Linked DNA regions of Sus scrofa: all the other regions are linked to region 3. Evidence: chromatin contacts called from public Hi-C and HiChIP or PLAC-seq data. All regions are on one chromosome and are shown on one strand. The core of a region is the stretch at or near the end of the contact, and the rest is flanking DNA. Distances in the headings are between cores, read along the strand shown.

The links. A called contact is a pair of places that touch in the nucleus more often than the background predicts. HiChIP or PLAC-seq counts read pairs in DNA pulled down with a chosen protein or histone mark.
Region 1: a contact with region 3 is called in a Hi-C map of skeletal muscle, with 2.6 times the contacts expected there. The contact joins two enhancer-like sites. A contact is called at or near these places in 2 of 47 Hi-C or Micro-C datasets (heart right ventricle and skeletal muscle) and 2 of 2 datasets of contacts at active chromatin or transcription factors (alveolar macrophages and skeletal muscle).
Region 2: an H3K27ac HiChIP or PLAC-seq map of skeletal muscle shows a contact between it and region 3. The contact joins the promoter of FAM174B here to the enhancer-like site in region 3. A contact is called at or near these places in 3 of 5 promoter capture datasets (liver and skeletal muscle), 33 of 47 Hi-C or Micro-C datasets (adipose tissue, alveolar macrophages, blood and 15 more) and 2 of 2 datasets of contacts at active chromatin or transcription factors (alveolar macrophages and skeletal muscle).

Annotation. Positions count from the first base shown.
Region 1 is chr7:85,996,869-86,000,335 of Sscrofa11.1, reverse strand. CHD2 (chromodomain-helicase-DNA-binding protein 2) reads left to right here. Exons shown (of 38, transcript XM_021099370.1): 35 at 1,039-1,138. Among named protein-coding and RNA genes, the nearest start is that of RGMA, 77 kb to the right of the region's middle. Within about 2 kb of position 1,390, at least 6 of the 83 cell types and tissues checked have an H3K27ac peak or open chromatin away from gene starts, as enhancers often do. A contact at or near this core is called in skeletal muscle, where this site is marked.
Region 2 is chr7:86,179,607-86,183,326 of Sscrofa11.1, reverse strand. FAM174B (membrane protein FAM174B) reads right to left here and starts at 1,357. Exons shown (of 2, transcript XR_002345977.1): 1 at 1-1,357.
Region 3 is chr7:86,085,148-86,089,041 of Sscrofa11.1, reverse strand. It overlaps CHD2 (chromodomain-helicase-DNA-binding protein 2), which reads left to right. Exons shown (of 38, transcript XM_021099370.1): 2 at 1,365-1,596. Among named protein-coding and RNA genes, the nearest start is that of CHD2, 21 kb to the left of the region's middle. Within about 2 kb of position 1,466, at least 4 of the 83 cell types and tissues checked have an H3K27ac peak or open chromatin away from gene starts, as enhancers often do. A contact at or near this core is called in retroperitoneal adipose tissue and skeletal muscle, where this site is marked.

The DNA of each region.
Region 1 (3,467 bases), core at 141-2,640, 89 kb after region 3:
GTATAGTAGGAATTACAAGAAGGAAGCACACGTAGAGGAGTAGTCAGGGAGGTAAGTCTTCTAAGGGGTAGACATGTACGCTTGAGCTGCTTAGAGGAAGTGAGGTCTCAGGCTCCAGCAAAGGCTTGAAGTGTGCAGGGACTGGGAGGGTTTTAGGGTTTACAGGCAGTTTGTTAAGATGACTGAAACCCTATTGGAGAAGGCTTTAGAATGAAAGGTAAATGGCTTTCCACATGATGCAGCAGGTTTACTAGTCAGGGAACTGGCACAGTGTCCTCTGAGTGACATGGTGCAGCATGGTGTGTCTGCTCTGTAGAAAGTGTGATGGGATGTGAGCCTTCTTTTCCATTTCATGAAGGGTAGCTCCTTGTTCTGCATACTTGTTTATCAGCCTCTCCCCTGTTGATGGTAATGCCATGCTGGGGGAGTACAGTGGAATTGGAGTAGAGGAGTCCCTTGGAGTTTTAAGGAAGAAATGACAGGCCTTGGTGATGACAGCTGGGAAGAAAGAAGGGGAGGCAATGCAGAGATGCCCAACTATAGGTCCCAAACTTAGGAGATGGTGATAGTGATGGGTGGCACGGCAGAATCTGGGAAATGCAGAAGGTGGAGGAAGACTGAAGTTCTAGGTGCCAGTGAAATAAATTAGAGGAGTTTTAGCTAAGAGACAGAACTGTCGTTCCCAGACCCATCATTCAAACTCTGTTGACAGTTGCATCTAAAGATGCCATTTCGTATTGATGCAAAGACCTTAAAGATTATTTCTATAACTCAATTTCTATACTTAGTATTCCATAGCAAAATCCAATAGCATAGTTCTCTGCTGACCTCGCAGATTAAGATCCAGCATTGTCACTGCTGTGACTTGGCTCACTGCTGTGGTGTGGGTTTGATCCCTGGCCCAGGAATCTTCCACATGCCATGGGTGCAGCCCACCGCTCCCCACTGCCCCCCCAATTCAGTAGCATGCCATCCATAAAGAGAATAAGTAGTTATTTTTTAAATCCTATAATTTACCAGAATTTTTTTTTTTTTTAGGAACCTATGGATTTTTGTTTCCAAGTTTACAGAATTTGATGCTCGAAAATTGCATAAGTTATACAAGATGGCCCACAAGAAAAGATCTCAAGAAGAGGAGGTACAATACAAATTTAATCTTGATTCATACAGATAGAGACTAATTCCTCAGAAATATTAATTATTTTTTTTTCTGGGGAGATGATCATAGAATTGTAAGGAAGTTGGTACTAGAAAGGTCACTGGTTCTCTGCCTTACTTTACAGATGGAGGTCCAGGTCCAAGAGGGGGTGCAAGACTCCCCAGGGCCTATCCTGTCTTGTACAGTGGGCTTCTTCACCCTGCTAGCAGTACAGTTTGTCCAGGTGCTCTGCTAGTAGTTAAACTAGCAATTAAGACCCAATGGATAAAATAGCCGGTGTACTAGAACCAGACAGTGTTGAAATCCTCACAAGAGATTACTCTGTTTTTAAGTCCTAAAAACATTTATTCACCAGGCTTTTTCTTCCATGTACTCAAGTCTTATGGTAGTTTACAAACATGACTTCTGATATGTAACAAAGTTATGGGCAGCACATACTTTCTCTCTTCTTTTCTGGGCCATGTGTACTTGTCCTTCCAGCTTTTGTACATAGGGTCCCAAGTGCTCATCTAAAGGAGTGAACATGAGGAGGGGCCCAGAAGCTGCCTCCCCTTCTTTGCTGTAGGGGGATGGACACAAAGTGACTTGGCCCGTTCCTTGTGTGGGTGTGTCCTTTTGCAGATCTGCTGACCCAGATTAGTCATGTAGGGCCAGTCTTGAAACATTTAATACTCGCTTCACTATCATGTCAGCTCTGTGAAGGCAGAGGTTTTATGTCTCTCATCCTCTTCTGTGTCATCAGCACCTGCAGTGGTGCCAGGCATAGCTCTGGTGCTCAGAAGTATTTGTTGCATAAATATATCCTTTGCCCAGCAGTGTGTTCCATTGTAGAGTAGCGCCCTCAAGTAGTCTGTAATTGAATTTTACGTGGAAGAATGTGATATAGCAGTAGTATACAGGATAATAGGTTAATATTACTGAATGTTAGCATAAATTTTATGCATTGTAAAAAGTCTTTGAATGACTAGCCAGGAAGGGCCCCAGGAGGGAATAAAATAGTTGGGAAAGGCCCTTTAGGAGAGAGTGAAAATTAGGATGAGTGTTTGAAGTTGGGCAAATGATGTCAAGGGTTAAAGGGCTTTATTAGTCTTGGTGTCAGAAGTTAGAATGCGGCGTGACTCACAGAAGTAGTATAGTATATATTCACAACCTTTCTAGGGGACAGTCCAGTAAGATTGACCAAAAGACCAAAACATGCAATCTCCTTCTAAGAATTTAGTTGAAGGCAATAATTAAGGATTTAAACATGTTTATGTGGAAATGACTTGATATAGCCATATCAGGGAGTACATAAATACTGTGGAAATAAGTATTCACATAAGATTTTTCACAATACATTAAGTGAAAAAAGACTGTCAAATAATTTTGTTCTAAGAAAACGCACACGTGCACACACACGATTTCCTCTACTGTGGTTTTGCTTTCCATGGTTTCAGTTAACCCGCAGTCAACTATGGTCTGAGAATACTAAGTGGAAAATGCCAGAAATAAACAATTCATAAGTTTTAAATTGCACACTGTTCTGAGTGGCATGATGAAATCTCATGCTGCCCTGCTCTGTCCTGTCTGGGACGTGAATGGTCCCTTTGTCCAGCATATCCACACTGCATGTGCTCCCTGCCCATTAAGTAGCCCTCTTGGCGGTCAGACTGACTGTTGTGTTATCACAGTGCTTGTGTTCAGGTAATCCTCACTTCACTTGGTAATAGTCCCAAAGCATAGGAGTAGTGATGCTAGCAATTCAGATATTCTCTTATTATGCCTAATTTGTAAATTAAACTGTCTTAGATATGTACCTATATACAGGGTTCAGTACTATTGGCCGTTTCAGGCATCCGTCTGGGGTCTTGGATGTATCTCCCATGGGTAAGGGGGACTGGACTGCTGTATATAAAGGGGGACTACTGAATATAAATAAACACACAAAATGGCTCAGAAAGACATGGACCAACGTATTAACAGTAATTCCTTTGGTGGTGAGATTTTAGGTCACTTCACATTTCTTTTTTTTTTTCTGTTGTCTTTGTGTTGAAAATTTCGCTTGTGTGGTAAAGATAATGGTGTAACAAACATGTAGTTGTTTAGCTTGATGACTTTGGCATGGAAACTAGTTCCTACTGGACCACTCAGAAGTGGTTGGTTCTAGTTAGCCTCAGGAAGTTAGTGGTCTTAGTTTTATGTGACCCAAGAGCAATCTCTGAGAAAGCTGACAGTCTGGGCACCTGTTCCTTACCCTGTGCAATGATGTCCAGTGGTCCGTGCCCCTGTTCTGACAGGTCCCGGTCAGTGGAGATGGGCTTCCTTGTAG
Region 2 (3,720 bases), core at 108-2,607, 94 kb before region 3:
GCGAGGCGGGGGCTTCTGTAAGGAAGTCCTGAAACACCGAGCACCGAGTACCTCCACGCTTCTCTACGGGGCTTACTGTTTAAACTGCGTGTAAAGATGCAGGTGACACTCGTTGAACCTCACTGTAAACGTCCACGCCAGGGGAGGGTGCGCTGAGTGCCCCGCCCGTGGCGCGTGCGCTGCGGCGCTCGGGCGGGGGACTGACTGCAGGGCGCGGACGTGCGGCCAGCCGGGAAGGAAATGGCGAGGTCCGGACGGGCCGGGGCTCGGCCGGGGCTCGGCTGCCAGCCGCTAGGGGGCAGCCGGGCGTCTGCGGGCCGCGGCCGGCTGGAACCAGTCCGGCCGGAAGTTGGGGCGGTGCCTTGACTTCCGCAGCGACGCGCCACGTGGTCTGCTGGGGGTCCTGGAGAAAATAACAAGATGGCGGCGAAGGGGCGGGGCCGGTCGGTGTCCTTGAGGCTGCAGGTCCCTTAAAGGGCGGCGTTGGCTGGGCAGGGTAAGATGGGCTGATGGGTTGCCCGGCCGAACCTGGACCCAATAGCAAGGAGCTGCGCGAGATCGGAGTCCTGTTCCTGCGGAGCTCTCTGGCCCGGCCCGCTATGACCGCACCAGCCGCAGGATCAGCACGGCGCATTCCTGTGCAGCCGCCAGTCGGCTTCTCATTCCCGACCCCTTTTGCTTAGTTCCTGCGTTTGCTGTTCTGTGCCAACAAGGACAGCAGAGACGTCTTCCTCGGGCGTTTTCTTTCTGCGGGAGAGATTAGGTGTTGCACTTCGAGTGGGCGAGTCCTACTTCGATCAAAAGGCACTCTCCCCCTTCCAGCAGTTTCCATTACCATTTCCTGTCTTTGTTCAAAGGCCTAGAACTGCTCCCTTTCTGATGGGAAAAAACAACTCGCAAAGATCTGGGCTTTAAGTGGCTTCCCTGCCTTGTCCAAAGTGTTGGAGCTTGTTTGACTTGTACCCAGAAGCTGCTCTGGGACCTCCAAAGTGTTGCAGAGTCTGAGATTGTATTACTTTATATCAACCACCTTAGATGTTTTTTTCAGAAAGATAAATGTAGTTGTGGGTTGTTGCATATTATAAAATGCAGGAAATAAGAGCAAAGTCGAATAGTGTTCCTGGCCTTTCAATAAAGACCTGCAGTTTCGGAGTTCCCCGTCATGGCTCGATGCTTAATGAATCCGACTAGGAACCATGAGGTTGTGGGTTCAATCCCTGGCCTCGTTCAGTGGGTTAAGGATCCAGTGTTGCCATGAGCTGTGGTGTAGGTCACAGACACGGCTGGGATCTGGCGTTGCTGTGGCTACAGCTCTGGTTCAACCCCTAGCCTGGGAACCTCCATATGCTGCGGGTGCGGCCCTAAAAAGACAAAAAAAAAAAAAAAAAAAAAGACCTGCAGTTTCTCTTTTGGATAGGGAGGACCAAGCCCGTGAATCTCTGCTTGGCCAATTGCCCAGGCTTGGTTTTCATTCCTCATCCTGTTTCATTTTACATAAGTTGGACACAGAAGGGCCAGTGTGGGTAAAAATAGTTAACACAGCCATTGGGCTTGTAGAGTATATTTAGAGTAAAGGAGACGTTTGTCCTTGATTTTATTTATAAATGTGTCGTTTTAGGATTCAGATTCTCTCATTCTAATTTGTGAGACTTGGCAAGTCTGAAACGATACGACTGTTTTGTTTCTAAATAGTGGAACTTGACTCTCAAAGGTTTGGGAGGTTAAATAAAATTTTCTGAATGTAGCAGGTCCCCACTACAGTGACAAAGCTGGAGAAGGACATTACTTTATGAAGGAGCCCTTCTGGTTTTGTCCGTCTGGTAGGGATTTTAACACTTGTGCTGTGATCAAAACTGCATTGCTGTTAAGTGCAGACTAGGAACAGTATAATTTGATTGGGAGGGGAGGAAGTGACAAGGCCGCTCAAGATTTTCGTTCTAGGGCTTAAATTCGGATTTTTTTTTTTTTTTTTAACCCAGCAATTTGAGAGAATTTTCCTTCAGCCACTCCTTTTTGTAACCAAGCCTTCAGAGGTTTGTCCAATGTTTGGCTAAAAAAAAAAAAAAAAAAAAAAAAAAAAAAGGAATGAATGGAGTTTGCAAAGAATCCTTTTACCTGGAGGGGTTAGAACCTTCCCTTCCTTGAACGGGAAAGAATGCAGCTACCTTCAGAACATTTTCTCAGAAAGAGCCTGCCTCATTGTGTCCTTATGTTTTGCAGTGATTACCCCCTTCTTTGTCTCCTTTTGTACATATAATTCAGATGGAAACTTGGGCAGCTTTTTCTGCAAATGCCCATCATACAGGAGCACAAGAATTAGCATCCTCAGGCCTTCAACTGTTTGCCTCCAAAATTTCCTTAACACTACCTTACTATTAAAAGGAGAAAATGCTTCATAAATATTTAAATAGTTAATTTCAGCAAATTTGACTTTTTTAAAAAACCAGAGAAGTAGTAAAAAAAAAAAAATTTAAAAGAACCAGCACTCTAGTAATTCTGAGATACTTGTCCTTGTAGGCAGAGATTTAAGTTTTGTTTTGTGGGTTGTTTTTTTTTTTTTTTGATGGCCACACCCTCAGGTGGAATGGGAGTTGCAGCTGCCGGCCGTAGGCCACAGCCACAACTCCAGATCTGACCCTAATCTTCAAGCTATACTACAGCTTGAGGCAACACCAGATCCTTAACCCACTGAGCGAGACCAGGAATCGAACCCACATCCTTGTAGATGCTAGTCAGATTCTTAACCTGATGAACCGCAATGGGAATTCCCATAAGTCTGTTTTGAGGAGATTATGTTTGTACAGTTTGGTACCTTTTTTTTTTTTTTTTTTTTTTAGTTTGGTACCTTTTTCACTTGACTTTAAAAAATATATTGTTTTCTTTCATATTGCTTAAATTATGCTCAACACCAAACAAAAGGTATTGATGAGGAGTTGCCGTTGTGGCTCAGCAGTAACAAACCTGACTAGTATCCATGAGGACATGGGTTTGCTCCCTGGCTTTGCTCAGTCGGTTAAGGATCCGACGTTACTATGAGCTGTGGTGCAGGTCACAGAGGCTTGGATCTGGCATTGCTGTGGCTGTGGCGTGGGCCAGAAGCTGTAGCTCTGATTAGACCCCTAGCCTGCGAACTTCCATATGCCGTGGGGGCAGCCCTAAAAAGATACACACACACAAAAATTATAGAAGAATACAAAGGAAAAAAAAAAACAATGCCTCAGTCATGGAATAACCACTGTTAAACAAGGTGTGTCGTTGTCTTAGAGAGAAGTGCTCCTGTGGTGCTTCGGGTTAAGGTTCCGGTTGTCACTTCAGCAGCTCAGGTCACTGGTGTGTCGAGGGTTTGATCACTGGCCTGGGAATTTCCATACACCATGGGTGCAGCCAAATAAATAAATAAATAAATAAATAAAACTACCTAGTTTTGTAACCTACATTTTGCATTTAGCCCCATATAATATACATTTTCCCAGGTCAAATAAGAATCTTCATGGGAGTGTTCATCGTGGCTCAGTGGTTAATAATCCAACTAAGAACCATGAGGTTGTGGGTTCGATCCCTGGCCTGCTCACTGGGTTAAGGATCTGGTGTTGCCATGAGCAGTGGTGTAGGCCGCAGACATGGCTCAGATCTGGCGTTGCTGTGGCTGGGGCTCTGGCGTAGGCTGGCAGCTACAGCTCTGATTAGACCCCTAGTCTGGGAACTCCATATGCCCAGGAG
Region 3 (3,894 bases), core at 217-2,716:
CTTTTATCTTCTGGTTGCTAAACTCAAGGACTTTTCTGTTGTTCTGGGTTGCTTCTTGCCACCTCTGCTCTGCCTCTCCTAAATGAAAAGATATTTTTTATTTTTTTATTTTTTTATTTTTGTTTTTTTTGCTATTTCTTTGGGCCGCTCCCGTGGCATATGGAGGTTCCCAGGCTAGGGGTCGAATAGGAGCTGTAGCCACTGGCCTACACCATAGCCACAGCAACGCAGGATCTGAGCCATGTCTGTGACCTACACCACAGCTCATGGCAACGCCGGATGGTTAACCCGCTGAGCAAGGGCAGGGACCGAACCCGCAACCTCATGGTTCCTAGTCGGATTCGTTAACCACTGTGCCACGACGGGAGCTCCTGAAAAGATATTTTTTAATTAGAAGAGTTGAATGAGCTACCTGCTTCCCTTCTTTTTTGTTTGCTTTTTTAGGGCTGCATGTGTGGCATATGGAAATTCTGAGGCTAAGGGGTCAAATTGGAGCTCCAGCTGCAAGCCTATACCACAGCCCCAGCAACACGGGGTCTGAGCTGGATCCTTAACTCATTGAGTGAGGCCAGGGATTGAACCCACATTCTCATGGATACTAATCAGGCTAGTTGCCTCTGAGCCACAATGGGAACTCCCTGCCTCACTTCTTGTAGTCTGTCAGCTCTAGGTCTTTTCAGAGGCTCCTCATTCCTTTTACCTGCATGGCTGTGAATTACTATTTAACTGTTCTAGAACAGGGGGGTGGTATATATTGCCTTCTGCCTTCCCTTGACATCTGTTTTGTGGCTTCTGCTTTCATATGCTGTACCTAGGTTGCTCTCCTGAGGGGGGTTTGGAATGAGGAAGGGGTGGGAATATTGTTGAGAACCTTTGATTGGCTAATTGTAACCAGATTGCATTCTTACTCCTGGGATGATTGTGTTTTTGTTTTGTTTGTTTTGTTTTTGACTTTGTCTTAAGGAGGGAGGGATTGATACTGAATAAGAGTTAGTGGATTCACATAGATGGACATGGCATGAAGTCTTGTGTCATCTTGGGAGTTACTCAGCCACTTCTGAGCTTCAGTTTTTCCACGTCTGAATGGAGGGAAAAATAATATTCTCCTTGTAATTTTTTTTAAAGAGCTAATCTATATAAATTAGGTGGTATATGGCATCATGTAACGTCTCAGGAAATGGTAGTTTTGAGAATGATAGTAATGACATTATTTGCAAATAAGAATATAAAAGTGAACTTGAAAATTTTGATCTTGTGTTATCAAATTACTATCTGCTGTTGTATTAATGTTAGGATTTCAAAAAACGTTTATGTAGCAGTTCTTAAGTCTTTTTATTTTTTTTTTTTTTTTTTTTTGAATTAAGTCATTCAGCATCTGAAGAAGCTTCGGGTTCAGACTCAGGCAGCCAGTCGGAGAGTGAGCAGGGCAGCGATCCAGGAAGTGGACATGGCAGCGAGTCAAATAGTAGTTCTGAATCTTCGGAGAGTCAGTCGGAATCTGAAAGTGAATCAGCAGGTTCCAAATCCCAGCCAGTTCTTCCAGAAGCCAAAGAGAAGCCAGCCTCTAAGAAGGAACGGATAGCTGATGTGAAGAAGGTATCAGCTTTGCTGTGCCATGTAAATGTGCTGCCAGCTAGGACCAGCCAGCAGACCTTTGTTTCCCATGGAAAACTCATCGGTGTATCTTTTTTTTTTCTTCTTTTGTCTTTTGAGGGCCACACTCTCGGCATATAGAGGTTCCCAGGCTAGGGGTCTAATCGGAGCTGTTGCCACCGGCCTACACCACAGCAACACCAGATCCGAGCCGCATGTGCAACCTACACCACAGCTCATGACAATGCCAGATCCTTAACCCACTGAGTGAGGCCAGGAATCGAACCCACAACCTCATGGTTCCTAGTTGGATTCCTTTCTGCTGCACCATGATGGGAACTCCTCATTGTGTATCTTGATTATGAAACTTCAGCTATAGCCAGCTTTTCTAAATAATATACTTTCTATGGATATACAAGAGAACTACTTTCTGCTCTACTAGTAGACAGGGCTATAAGGGAAATAATTACATGAACCATCATAGGATAAAAAGACAAATTTTTGTAGTTTTGGTTTTTAACATTTAAAGTAGTTAAAACTATTTTTCAATACAATACTGAATAACACCAGAGAGAAATCATTCACAGGTGATTGTGCAATGCAGTTGTAAAGCTTAGTGATGGATAATTCCAATCTAACAATAAGGGCAGTTTTTGTGGTATTGAAAAATCGAAGAAGGAATACTTCTTACAGAAAAAGAAATTATATCTGGGCAGTATAGGTATTCTGTGCTTAACAGGAGAGTTTTCCAGTGAAGAATGCAAAGGGGCAAAAATTGAGTTGCATACCATTTTCTCAGTGATGCCCAAACTTTGAGATGCATTCCTTTTGGGGAAATATTAATGACTTGGTCTAGTTAATCATAAGAATGCAGCTGATTTTTTAAATTTCATTTTGAGAGAATTATGTTTGAATCACTGAAGACACACAAAGTATTGCTTTTAGAAATTTAAAAATAAAATGTCTTGGAGTTCCCATCATGACTCAGTGGTAATGAACCCGACTAGTATCCATGAGGATGTAGGTTGGATCCCTGGCCTCACTCAGTGGGTTAAGGATCAGGCGTTGCTGTTAGCTGTGGTGCAGGTCGCCAGACACTGGTCGAATCTGGTGTTGGCTGTGGTTCTGGCGTAGGCCAGCAGCTACAGCTCCAATTAGACCCCTAGCCTGGGAACTGCCATATGCCACAGTTGTGGCCCTAAAGAGACAAAAAAAAGAAAAATGCTTCATCTGGATCTGCTGTGGTGGCAGCATTTGAAGCCCAGGATGGACAGAAATAAGTTCAGATATAATGGTCTTCGGTACAGTGGAAAGTTCTTTACTAGCAGAGTAGTGGAAGCTATGGAAACCATGACTTGCATAGTATGCTTAAAATTTGACTGAAAAAACTTCAAGTGTCTAGGATTCACAACTGTTAGTGAGACCTTATAAATATAAAGCTTCATTATCTATAACTTCATTTAAATAGATAAAGGGAGAGCTTCCTTGTGGTGCACGGGTTATGTATCCAGCACTGTCTCTGTGGTAGCTCAGGTTACTGCTGTGGCGTGAGTTCGATCCCTGTCTTGGGACTTCTGCGTGCCTCAGGTGTAGGAAAGAAAACAAAACTACTCTCCCTCCACAAAAAAACCCCAAACAATCAAACAAAAAGTACCAAGAAAATACAAAGAGATAGAGGAGGATAAGAAAGAAGGGAAATCATTACAAAGTCTGAATTTCCACATAAGAGATACAGCTTTAAGCAGAAATATTCAAGTTAAGATGATCAATTCCAAAAATTAATAAAGTTAATACATGGATGAATATACTAGCCATTTAGGATGATTTGATTGGGACTTTAATGATTATTATTCTAAAGTGAGCTTCTAAAGAAAGCTCTTTGTTTTATGTACATGCTTTTCTTTCACATGGTACCTTTTTTATTAAAGAATTAAGTATCATTAGCCCTCAAAAGGACAAATACGAACACAAGATAATTTTAGGATTACACATTACAGTATATATTGTAATAATGTCCTAACAGGTGAACCTGAGTGCCTGTCTAATATTTTAAAATGGTAAAACTCGGAGTTCCCGTCATGGCGCAGTGGTTAACGAATCCGACTAGGAACCATGAGGTTGCGGGTTCGGTCCCTGCCCTTGCTCAGTGGGTTAACGATCCGGCGGCGTTTCCGTGAGCTGTGGTGTAGGTTGCAGACGCGGCTCGGATCCCGAGTTGCTGCGGCTCTGGCGTAGGCCGGAGACTACAGCTCCGATTCGACCCCTAGCCTGGGAACCTCCATATGCCACGGAGTGGCCCAA